Regions from separate parts of the Hordeum vulgare genome. Here region 1 is linked to region 2. Evidence: chromatin contacts called from public Hi-C data. All regions are on one chromosome and are shown on one strand. Each heading gives the region's core, a stretch centred on a gene start, on an enhancer-like site or on the middle of the called end of the contact. The rest is flanking DNA. Distances are from core to core; before and after follow the strand shown.

The links. Hi-C and Micro-C count contacts between places; a contact is called where the count stands out from the background.
Region 1: a Hi-C map of leaf shows a contact between it and region 2, with 2.5 times the contacts expected there. The contact joins two enhancer-like sites. A contact is called at or near these places in 3 of 6 Hi-C or Micro-C datasets (leaf and seedling).

What each region holds. Positions count from the first base shown.
Region 1 is chr5H:499,036,514-499,043,045 of MorexV3_pseudomolecules_assembly, reverse strand. No RefSeq gene overlaps it. Among protein-coding and RNA genes, the nearest start is that of LOC123397183, 31 kb to the left of the region's middle. Within about 2 kb of position 3,990, at least 3 of the 3 cell types and tissues checked have open chromatin away from gene starts, as enhancers often do. A contact at or near this core is called in leaf, where this site is marked.
Region 2 is chr5H:498,907,072-498,914,075 of MorexV3_pseudomolecules_assembly, reverse strand. No RefSeq gene overlaps it. Among protein-coding and RNA genes, the nearest start is that of LOC123400060, 26 kb to the left of the region's middle. Within about 2 kb of position 1,950, at least 2 of the 3 cell types and tissues checked have open chromatin away from gene starts, as enhancers often do. A contact at or near this core is called in leaf, where this site is marked.

The DNA.
Region 1 (6,532 bases), core at 2,741-5,240, 130 kb before region 2:
CAAATATTAAAACTAGTAAAGTTTCAAAATTCATGAACTCTTTTGACCTATCAAAATATTTTCCGGCAATATTATTGGGCCGACCCATCACTAAAATTAAGCAATTGGGCATCCGGAATGCTGCAAATATAGTGAGATATAGCAATTGGGTGCCCGGGAGCTCCTACCTGCCGCTCATTGCGACAGGGACTCCCTGCGCCGCACAGGGCGGGTGCCCGACTGGACCGGCCCATTTTTTTTTACTTTTTCCTTTTCTTTTAATTTCCTTTTTCGGGTCATTTTTTCTTTGCTTTTCACTTTTTTTTATTTCAAGCAAAAACATTTCTCGAATTTGCAGAACATTTTTGAAAAATCATGAACAACTTTGGAGGTGCAAACAATTTTTTAAAGAAAGAACATTTTTTAATTCTTAAGAACAAAATTTTGAAAAGGAAAATAATTTTGAAAACCCCAAATAAGTTTGAAAGCCCGAACAAATTTTTAAAGCACGGATATTTTATGAATTTTGAGAACAAATTTTGGAACCGAGAACAATTTTTGAAAAATCGTGAAAATTTTGGAAGTGTGAACAAGTTTTTAAAACATGAATTTTTTTTCAATCTTCATTTTTTTAAACAGAAGAACAATTTGGAAAACCGTGAATTTTTTGGAAGCGCGAATAATGTTTTAATTCTGAGAACAAATTTTGAAACCGAGAACAATTTCAAAAAAATCGTGAACAAATTTGGAAGCGCGAAAAACTTTTTAAAGCACGAACATTTTTTGGATCTTGAGTTTTTTTTAAAAAGCCCAAACAATTTTGGAAGCGTGAACAAAATTTAAAAACAAAATTATTTTTTGAATTTTGAGAACAAATTTGAATACCGAAAACAATTTTGAAGAATTCTAAACAAATTTGGAAGCGCGACAATTTTTCAAAGCCAAATTTTATTTGAATCTTGAGAACAAAATTTTGAAACGGAGAATAATTTCGAAAATCCCCTAATAAATTTGGTAGCGCGAATAATTTTCAACATTTTTTCAAACAGAGAACAAATTTAGAAGCGTGAATAAATACTTAAAGCACGAATATTTTCTGAATCTTGAGAACAAAATTTAAAACCAAGAACTATTTGAAATTAACGTAAACAAATTCTGAAGCACAAATCTTTTCAATCAATTTTAAATTAAGAACAAATTTGTAAATAAAGATTATTTTTCAAATATTTGTTGAAATAGAAACTGAAAAGAAACCGGTTCTAGAAACCTTCTAGAAGTTTCATAAAACCGAAAAAACCGGCCGGAACCTGTAAAAGGTCCCTAAACAAGGGGCTGTGATCCCGCTAAATGGCCAACCCATCCCCTTCCTGTTCTGTGCGAATAGGGTCTTTCTGGGTGCCTAGCAAGATTTAGGCTACCCTCATGTCAATCTGTGCGTCAGATGGGCTAGACCCAGACGCGCGGGACGCCACAACCTTGTTTTTTTTCACTCTTTCGTTTTTGTTATTTATTCATTTTTCACTTTTGGTTATAATTCCAAATATTGTAAACAAATATATATATAAATTTAATTTATTCGAATATTTCGAAAACAATGTTAACCAGGCATTTAAAAAAAAATTAAATTGGTATGGAGAAAATGTTTTTTATGTACAAGAAAAATGTATAAAGGACATATACAACGTGTGTAAAAAATGTTGATTATGTATTTAAAAAATATTAATATAAGCATTTAAAACAATGTTAAACAATTATTTGGAAAAGTTTAATTGAACATTTGGAAAATGTGAAATGTTTATAGGAAAAATGTTGACCTTGTATTTAAGAAACGTTCAACCTATATTTTAAAATGTTAATTAGAAATTTGAAAAAAGTGTTAGTGTATAAAAAAGAAAATTGCCATTTTTCAAAACATGTAATGCTTCTATTTGAGATAATTTAATTATGCATTCAAAAAAATCTAAGATGTGTTCAGGAAAGATGATGACCATGTATGTAAAACATTTTAACCTGGTAGTACTAATCAGACATTTGACGATAATGTTAAATGTGTATAGAAAAAATGTTGGCCGCATATCAATTTTTTTAACTGCATATCAAATATGATAAATTATAGAATAAATGAAATATATATCGGAAAAATGTTTTTCATGTTTACCATGTATTAAAAAAAGTTAAAACTAGATTTAAAATGTTAATCAAGCATTTAAAAAGATGCTATATGTGTATAGAAAGAATGTAACCATCTATTCAAAAAATATTAATATGCTATTTGAGATTTTCTCATCAAGCATTTTATATTAAATAATTGTATATAAAAAATGTTGTCCATGTCATGTATTTGGAAAATGTTAAACAATTTTTATAAAGATGTATTAGATATATACCCAAAATGTATATGCAAATGGTGATCCTCCGAGAGTGAACAAAAGAAAACCGATGGAAAAAAGAAAGAAACAAACAAAGGCGAACAGAAATGATGGGAGAAAAAGAAAAGAAAAAGCTTGTGAAAATACTAGAATAGAAAGAAAAGAAAAAAAAATCAGGACAGATAGAGAGAAAACAAAGAAAAGACAGTGAGAAAACATGAGGCCGATAGTTACTCGGTGGCTAGCAGGGCTACACAACAACCAGGAGATACTAGAATTGGGAATACGCTATTCGCCGCTTAGTGCGTCAAAGTGACGGTGCTTCACACAATCCAGCAACCCAGCAGCTACTTAATGGGCCGGTCCAGAATCGCTTAGGCAGCTGGTGTTGGGAACCTTCTAGGAGGTTCCATGAACCGATTTTCTGTTTTTTACCGGTTTTGTTTGTTTTCTTTTTTGTTTCTGTTCCTTTTTCTTCTGTTTTCTGTTTCTTCCTTTTTCCTTTTTTTCAAGGTTATTTTATTTTTTAAAAACTAAGGCATGTTAAAAAATTGTTTTTGAAATTCAAAAAATGTTCTCGTTTTTGAAAATAAATTCTAATTTTTAAATAATTGTCGTTTTTAGAAAATTATTCATAACATCGAAAAACATTTGAGATTTTCAAAAAAATGCTTTTATTTTAAAAAAATGATCTTGTTTTCGTTTTTATTTTCGTCCTTTAATTTTTTCCTTTTCCTATTCCTATGGTTTGACAATTTCAAACTTTTATTTTGAGTTTTCAAAAAACTTCCTGTTTTCAGGATTCTGTTCAAAACTTTTATTTAAATGTTCATGCTTCAAAAAATAATCAGGAATTGCAAATAATGTTCTTGATTTCAAAATGTGTTCATATTTTTTAAAATGTTCATGTTTCAAAAATTGTTTTCATATTAAAAAAGCTGCATGATTTTTTCAAGAATGTCCGTATTCTCAATCAAATTCAGGAATTTAAGAAAATGTTCTTGTTTTCAAGAAAAAGATCATTATTTCATAAAAATATTTGTGTTTCCAAAATTGTTCTCCCTTATAATGGGCTGACCTGTTACTATAGGTGCTTCAGGCGCGATCTCCACCGTCTCGCCATTAGCGAGATATAGGTCCCGCGGTAGCAATTGCATGAAGAAGTAGACACTCTTTGCCAGCTTCCCATGATCTGTAAAAATAATGCTATACCAACGAAAAAGGAGAGCACTTGCTATAAATGAATGAATAAAGGAATAGCAAGAAAAGCATAAGCAAAAGCTATTCCCCAACGCTATATTACAGGAGGCAGGGAGGGAGACAAGTAGACAGCATCACAAGGATACGTGCGACAGGTTCCGGTCGTGATCACCAAAGCTAGCGGAGCCCCACACACAACATGTTGTTGCGTATTTAATCATGGCGATGATCGACTACTCGACGCGACTCCACACTCGTATGCGTGTGTGATCTCGCTTTCACGTACGCACTTTCGGTGTCAACGATGGATGGATGGACGCATCGGTCGGTCGATGGATGGAGATATCGATTCCTTTCGACGCGTCCCCGTCGTGCATGTACCGCTGCCGCTGAGCCGAGCCATTGCTAATGACTATATATATAGGTCGTCGATCGTAGCTAGGTGCCGTTCATTTCAATTTCCAGCTCGTGTCTGAGACGAGCTGATGGCTACAGTGCTTGACTTGCTGGTTCCACTCGTCACGTTCGTTGGATCCTCTCTGTTTTGGCCTTTTGGGGGGTAGGAGGTAGGCAGGATACGGCTGCTTGGCCTGGGTGCAGTGTGAACTGCAACTCATGGCAGCTCTCGTACGTCAGCTAATTAGAGCGTTTTATGGGTTAGCAAAGTCTCGGATCCGGCGATTGACGGCCGGCTAATTAAGTACTCCATAGTAGGCTTGGTAGTTGGTACCTACTCTCTCCGTTCCTGAATACATGTCTTTTTAAAGATATTTTACTAGAGCAGTACATACGAAGTAAAATAAATAAATTTACATTCTAAAATATGTCTACATACATCCGTATGTAGTATCTTGATGAAACCTTAAAAAATATATATTTAGAAATGAAGGAAATACATGATACTATGGATTCGGATTTAGGTGCAGATATATGGTGATTCTGCCTTCGGCTGGTGGAAGATGGGATGATGCTCAAGCTTTGCCCCCAAATGATTACAACGAGTGCCGATGTGCCTCTCTAGTGTTTTGTTCGCTGTCTCTTGTCTAGTACTAGCAAAGGAGTCGCGAGTTTTTCTTGTATTTGCCCGAGTATCATGGCTTCAAGAGCTGGCTGGATTGTTTTAGGGCCTCTTTGATTTACATGATTCTCAAAGCGAAGCAATATGAAAAATGCAGAAATAGGATGGCATGTTCCATAACATCCTACAAGATTTGAAAGAATGTTTGATAATGCAGGAGAAACAAAGGAATTCTAAAAAAAGTTAAGTTGGATGAAAATTTTCCTTCATAATGTAGTACAGATGGATTCTATAAAAAAATTCCTAAGAATGCCAATGCTACGAATCAAACAATCATCGAAGGGAAGATTTCTAAGGGTCCAAATCCTTCAATAGTCTTATGAGATTCCTTTGAATCAAAGGACGCTTCAACAGCTAGCCAAATTGTTTTGGGCGCTTACAACATCTACGCCGACCTCTCAAATCCGTCTCAAACGCCCGGGAAGGCCGCCCTGTCATTGTCTGGTCACAAAAAATCGAAACGAATTGTCGTCCTAAACGGGCCTCAAACGTGAGGGCTGACCGACATCCCTCATATCCATCTCAAATACGAAACAAATATGAGATGGCCCGGGTGCGCCCGCCACGTAAGCCCGGCCACCACCGACCCCACAAATACCTTCATCCGAAAACCCCCTAGACATCGATCACTTTACTCTCTCCGTCCAGTCCACTTTCGATCCCCTCCCCTCCGATCCAATGGCCGACGACGAAAGCAACTCCGGTGCAGAATCCGATGGCTCCAACATCGATGTGGTGGAGGTGGCCCTCCACATCAGGAGGTCGCTGCAGGAGCAAGACGGACCTGACAACGACAAATCTTCTTTCTCAACGCCCGTCGCCATTTGATGCAGCGCCGACGATGTTCTCGGTCCTTCCCGCACGACGCGCAGCTCCGGCCGCTCTGCTCCCCTCAATGTACGCCACCCACCTCCACCATCCATTTGTCCGGAAGTGCTACCCGACCATCGATGGGTCCCTGTGCTCGCGCAAGGGCCGGGGACCATGAGGACGCCCGAGTCCGAAGCGCGTGTAGCCCGGCACGAGGAGCAACATGCGAGGGAGAGGGGGTCTGATGGCCACGAGCTGGTCGCACGCGAGCGTGACGGTCGACCTCGAGATGCGCTCCTCATGTCGGTTCTCCATCGCTCTGTCACAACGACGAGACAGAGGCCCACCGCCTCCGCCGCAAAAATGTGGGTGCCCTGACTCGCCGATCGAGTTGTCGGAACATGAGGCAAACAAGGGGATGATCACGAAGGTGAAGGCGTCCCGCCATGCCAAGGAGCAAGACCAATTGCTCCATTGGCTGTCGGGCATGTGGTGCAACTCTCACAGCTCTGGCATGACAGACAACTTCACCTCCAGCTTCGACAACAACACACCTCCGCATGCCGACGCCTACACGGAGGAGGGGCACAACCGCGTCAACGACCAGAAGTGAAAGGACTCGGTGAGGAAATGATGATTTCCTCTACCCTTTCCCGTTTTGTTTATATTTAAAGTATATTCTAAGTAGTTGGTAGTATGGATTTGCAATGAACTATGCCCCTTTTTGTCCGGCGATGCAATGCGACCCGATGAACTTAGGTGACATTGTATGTGTTTATATGATTTTAAGGATTCGATGTATCAGCAAACGTGTTCGGACGCGTTCGCGGGCCTGAATTTGCTAGTATGTCCTTAGATGCTCTTACACTAGCACAACGAGAGACGATCAACACAGTGGATATGATCAGCAGGGCATACCACTTTAGTGGAAACAAATACACCATGTGGATGCAATGAATGATCATGAACAATTAATGAACTGTTCAAAAAAGAACAACAATGACCACGTATACCAATTCCGTAGAAACAAAAGAAGCCTCACATGGAAAAAGGAAGGACCAGTTGCAAAAAACCACCACATTTGCGGCTAGGTTTG
Region 2 (7,004 bases), core at 701-3,200:
TTCAAAAGCACAAATTGTTTTTGAAATTCCCCATCAATTTTTGACAGATTAACCTTTTACAAAATGGAAAAAACAAAAACAAAAAAAACGAAAATAAAAAAGGAAAACTAATTAAAAAGAAAATACAATAGTAAAAGAAAACAAAACAAAAAACAAGAAAAACAAACAAAGAAGTGAAAAATCTAATTAACAGCGCCGCATCTCGGCTTTACCGTACGGCGGCTGCGCAAGCATGCATTGTGTTCTCTTCATCATGCATGCATGCATCAATGATTCATCTCTAAATGAAAAAAAATTAAAAAAAATTATCTCTTAAACCATTAATTCGATCGATGATCCGTTTTCATCGTTGACTTTGTTTCGACGAAATCTTCAAAACTAGATACTATGTCGATATATTTTGACAACTTTTTTTTACTCGTACTTACCAGATTTGTTACACTTACTTATCATATTAGTAAGTACTTATATGTCTGATAAAAATAACTTAATCGTCATATTTTTTGGAAATTGCATATAAATATGACATGTCGTCATAATCAAACTAGCAAGCACAAACAACTTTTTATAGGCGATGACCCGCGAAAATATGACAACTCAACATATTTAAAACCGATGACCACAAGAAATCTTTTTTGGTCATCGTTTGTAAATATGACAACTCGGCATAGTTAAACTAACAAACACACAAAATAATTTTTTGGCAAAGTTGTATGTAAATACGACAAGTTAGCATATTTAAATTGGCAAACACAACATATTACATGCTTCTTTATATCATGCATAATAGAAACTGCTACAAGGTTTTATACGAAACAACATTAAAAAATGACAATCAAGTTATTTTTCTCACACAAGTAAGTGTTTAATAATATGACAAGTGGGGACAAAAAATATGGTAAATATGAACAAAAAATAATAATTGTCAGAACATGTCGACATAAGATCTAGTTTCGAAGAACTCGTCACGAGAAAGTCAATGATGAAAACGGATCATCGTTTGAATTAATGATTTTGTAAATAAAACTTTTCAAATTTTAAACATCAAAGGAAATCGGGCCCAGCCATCCTTTTAAGGATCGGCCACATGGAAGAGCACATATACGAATCCCAAGAAAGAAATAAGAGAACCTTTTAAAAGAAAAACAAAACAGTGAGGGCACGTTCTACCAGGTTCTCAAAACAGTTGGCTAGCGGTTGTTAATTGGGCTAGCACATTTCTAGCGCTGCGGAGTTCCGTCTTTGCAGTCAGTCCACAGTTCGACGCAAATAGGAAATTCTGCCAAATACGCGTTTCTTATTTAGCAGTAATCACTAAGCTTTCATTTATTCCCCGGTTTTCCAGTTTTAGAAATTTCTGCCAAATATTAGCTTTATCTATAAGTTTTTTTTCTAACTTTCATTCATTCCCCGGTTTTCCAGTTTCTATGTTTTTATATACGTTTTTCCTTTTTATTTTTCTTGGACCTTTTATTTTTCTTTATTTTAATTTTTTTGTTTTCTTAAAAGCACCGATTTTCCCTCCAAAAATAACATTTTTTCCAAGTTCCATGAATTATGAACTTTTTTCTCAAATTGTGTTGACAGTTTAATGAATCTTTGTTTAATGATGACGTTTTCCTTGAAATCAACAAAAGAAAATTCAAATTGACGGACTTTTTAACATTTTTCCAAAATTGATGAACTTTTTTGAAAATTTAGTTAACTTTTAGAAAATCCCAGGATTTTTTCCATTGCAAATGAACCTTTTCAAATCCGGTGAAATTATTCAAATTTATGAACTTTTTTTAAAACATGAAGATTTTTCTAAAATATATGAAAAAAATCGCATTTTCTATGATTTTTAACGTTCCTTTTTTCAAATGAAGCCAAACTGGGGAGAGGAGCACTTATGTGCCGCAGGGAGGAGAGCATTTTAACGCAGTGAGCTGCAAATAGGATATTCCCCTGCGGATATCCCCTGCAAATGATTCCTCCTGTCTAGCCCAGTACTTTCCTGCAGTATGTGCTGGCCCAGTACAATGCTACTCGTTTGTTCGGCCGTCGTTCTATTCGCTAATGTGTTCATTTGGGCTTTATTTTCTTTCATTTTTGTTTTATTTTTTTGTTTGGTGTTCTCATTTATTTTTTAGTTTTATTTTTGAAATTCTTGATTAAAATATTAAATACAAGAGTAACTATTATGGAATACATGGACAACATTTTTCATATATATTAATATTTTAAAATGATTGATTAATAGTTTTTAAAATAAAACTTGACATTTTTTCCTACATGGTAAATATTGTTATGCACATTAAAAAAATATAAAATTATTGTTTAACATTTTTTGCAATGCAAGGTCAACATTGTTTATATAGACATTTAAGAAAAATAATAATTCTTGATCAAACTTTTGAAATAATTGTTTAACATGATTTTTCGAGATGCTTAATTAACATCTTTAAATACATTATCGATTTTTTCAGACACATTTTGAATACATGAAAAACATTTTCTATGTATACATTTAACATTTTCTATGTATACATTTAACATTTTTTAAATGCTTGGTTTACATGTTTTAGATGTTTTTATGTAAAGTGTTTTTGTAATATCATTTTACTAGCGTTGCAATGGTTGTAGTTAGTTGTGGTCGTCATTACATCAAAATTCTTGTAGTGGCATAGTTGTTGCCTACTCCCATGCCTAATCTTTTCTTCATAGAACATGGACAATTATATTATATGCCACGGGATGAAAATGCAGCTTTTAATCAAGATGGTCCCGACATGGCTAATTTTTTTTAAATAATTCATTTTGTTTATTTAATTTTAAAAAATACCTTGGTTTAAAAAGTTTCAAAAATAATACACCTTCGGCCAAGCCAAGGCCGACTAGCTCCAGTCGGCTTCGCCGTAGCCGATTAGTACGTGCCGGCTTTGGCTAGGTCGATAAGCCACTCATCCTCGCTAGCATGGCTCCAATTGGCTTTGGCTAGGCCGATTAGTACTAATCGGATGACCAGTTAGTATTAATTGGCTTATTAATGACCAATTAGTACTAGTTGTTGTTGGCAAAGCTGTACTTTTCTTTTCCTACGTAACTACGATTTTTTTGTGATCAAAATAGCAAAATAGCCCCTTTATAAAAAATCACGTCATAATTTACCATTGCTCACTTTCCCGTCATAATTTCCCGCGCTTCTAACTTCCCGCCATAAGTTCTTGCTTCTAACTTCCCGCGCATCTAACTTCCTGCCATAAGTTCCCGCTTCCAACTTCCTACTACTTAGTTCCCGCCGATAATTCCTGCCATATTTTCCCGCTTGTCAGTTCCCGCCTATTCTTCTCTTTTGCACCTATAAAAACCCCTCCACACTCCGGTGGGTAAGCAGTCGAGTGTAGTATCGTAGTTGTCTCAAGATGTCCCATTATCCTTTGGATCGTAGTTTTATCTTCGGTATGTCATCTTATCTTCTGTGTTAGCCAGCAATTTCAAGATAAACGATAGAATAGTTCCATGGGACGAACTCATCAGTAGTGACGTCCTATTGAATGAGTCAGCTCAGGCATTAGCTAGGAGTGGGTGGCCCTAGGACCTTTGAGAAGATACGAAAAGAACTTCTCAGGTTGAATGAAAAGATGGAAGAAGAAATGCAGGCACCTACACAAGGGCGTAGAACATCCATTTTTATGGATGGACGACATCAAAGACGAAAACGATATCTTCATGCCGAGTACCAAGGCCAAGAGTACCTCATCATCGAAGAGCAAGAGCTCTGCGTCGATGTATGGAAAGAGCTCTGCATTGATCAAGGGCAAGAGCTCCGCATCGACGGAGTATGAAGATGATGCCTTCATGTAGTTGTTCGGTTGTATTTTGTAAGTTTAGTCATACCTTTTAATTCAGATGTACTTTCTATTATTTGTTTGGAATGTCATGTTGTGGGGGCATTATGTTCTATCTAAGTACGACGTTGGATGCGTTTGTTTGTAGTATGAGCATTGAAATAGAACATGAATATGTCTCATACATAGAATAGACATATGTCTCATAGATAATTAGATAGTCATGTCTCTACTGATAGATAGAAGCGTCACCGACGACGTCTGCCTCAACGCTCACGGGGTGTGCTAGGCGTACTCCAGCCCCACCCATGGGGAGCATAATGTTACGAAGAGAAATCTCGGACCCGCCCTGGTCATACTATGTATCCTGGGTGGGCCATGGCGGAGGAGTCGAAAACATGTCCATCCACATGTTTTACTACGATAGTGGATCTTCCTGCTCACTAGCGCACCGGATCCGGACGCCGACGCCTCCTGATATGCATAGGATCCTGCAGGAAGGGTCATTAATACTGAATAAATATGTACTCTCAATTAATATCAAAAAGAATAAATATGAAGAGACATACCAGTTGGATGTTGTTGAAACGTGAAACCCGTTGTGGGACTTTGATGTTGTGGTTGAGGCCGAAACACAAAGCTGGACGAGGGAGCATGGTATTGTGGGTGCTGCCTGTTGGGGAACGTCGCATGGGAAACAAAAATTTTCCTACGCGCACAAAGACCTATCATGGTGATGTCCATCTACGAGAGGGGATGAGTGATCTACGTACCCTTGTAGATCGTACAGCAGAAGCGTTAGAGAACGCAGTTGATGTAGTGGAACGTCCTCACGTCCCTCGATCCGCCCCGCGAACAATCCCGCGATCAGTCCCACGATCTAGTACCGAACGGACGGCACCTCCGCGTTCAGCACACGTACAGCTCGACGATGATCTCGGCCTTCTTGATCCAGCAAGAGAGACGGAGAGGTAGAAGAGTTCTCCGGCAGCGTGACGGCGCTCCGGAGGTTGGTGATGACATTGTCTCAGCAGGGCTCCGCCCGAGCTCCGCAGAAACACGATCTAGAGAAAAACCGTGGAGGTATGTGGTCGGGCTGCCGTGAGAAAGTCGTCTCAAATCAGCCCTAAAACCTCCGTATATATAGGTGGGAGGGAGGGGAGGAGGCAGCCTCAAAACCTAAAGGTTTGGCCGAAATTGGAGGTGGAGGAGTCCTACTCCAATCCTACTTGGAGTAGGATTCCACCTTCCCACTTGGAAACTCTTTCCACCTTGTGTTTTTTCCTTCTCAAACCTTATGGGCCTTAGTGGGAACTTATTCCAGCCCACTAGGGGCTGGTTTATCTCTTCCCATAGCCCATGAGACCCCTTGGGGCGTGACACCCCTCCCGATGGTCCCCGGCACCCCTCCCGGCACTCCCGGTACACTACCGATGAGCCCGAAACTTTTCCGGTAATGCACGAAAACCTTCCGGTAACCAAATGAGGTCATCCTATATATCAATCTTCGTTTCCGGACCATTCCGGAAACCCTCGTGACGTCCGTGATCTCATCCGGGACTCCGAACAACATTCGGTAACCAACCATATAACTCAAATACGCATAAAACAACGTCGAACCTTAAGTGTGCAGACCCTGCGGGTTCGAGAACTATGTAGACATGACCCGAGAGACTCCTCGGTCAATATCCAATAGCGGGACCTGGATGCCCATATTGGATCCTACATATTCTACGAAGATCTTATCGTTTGAACCTCAGTGCCAAGGATTCATATAATCCCGTATGTCATTCCCTTTGTCCTTCGGTATGTTACTTGCCCGAGATTCGATCGTCAGTATCCGCATACCTATTTCAATCTCGTTTACCGGCAAGTCTCTTTACTCGTTCCGTAATACAAGATCCCGCAACTTACACTAAGTTACATTGCTTGCAAGGCTTGTGTGTGATGTTGTATTACCGAGTGGGCCCCGAGATACCTCTCCGTTCACACGGAGTGACAAATCCCAGTCTTGATCCATACTAACTCAACTAACACCTTCGGAGATACCTGTAGAGCATCTTTATAGTCACCCAGTTACGTTGCGACGTTTGATACACACAAAGCATTCCTCCGGTGTCAGTGAGTTATATGATCTCATGGTCATAGGAATAAATACTTGACACGCAGAAAACAGTAGCAACAAAATGACACGATCAACATGCTACGTCTATTAGTTTGGGTCTAGTCCATCACATGATTCTCCTAATGATGTGATCCCGTTATCAAGTGACAACACTTGCCTATGGCCAGGAAACCTTGACCATCTTTGATCAACGAGCTAGTCAACTAGAGGCTTACTAGGGACAGTGTTTTGTCTATGTATCCACACAAGTATTGTGTTTCCAATCAATACAATTATAGCATGGATAATAAACGATTATCATGAACTAAGAAATATAATAATAACTAATTTATTATTGCCTCTAGGGCATATTTCCAACAGTCTCCCACTTGCACTAGAGTCAATAATCTAGTTCACATCACCATGTGATTCCAACGAATCCAACACCCATATAGTTATGGGGTCTGATCACGTCTTGCTCGTGAGAGAGGTTTTAGTCAACGGTTCTGAAACTTTCAGATCCGTGCGTTCTTTACAAATCTTTATGTCATCTTATAGATGCTGCTACTACGTGCTATTCGGAAATGCTCCAAATATCTACTCTACTATACGAATCCGTTTCACTACTCATAGTTATTCGGATTAGTGTCAAAGCTTGCATCAACGTAACCCTTTACGACGAACTCTTTAACCACCTCCATAATCGAGAAAAATTCCTTAGTCCATTAGTTACTAAGGATAAATTTTGACCGCTGCTAGTGATTCAATCATGGATCACTCTCTGTACCTCTCAACATACTTTGAGTCAAGGCACACTTCAGGTGCGGTACACAGCATGGCATACTTTAGATTCTACGGCTAAGGCATAGAAGACGACCTTCATCTATTCTCTTTATTCTGCCGTGGTCGGGTTTTGAGTCTTACTCAAATTCACACCTCACAACGCAACCAAGAACTCCTTCTTTGCTGGTCTATTTTGAACTCTTTCAAAAACTTGTCAAGGCATGCATCTTGTTGAAACTTCTATTAAGCGCTTTCGATCTATCTCCATAGATCTTTGATGCTCAACC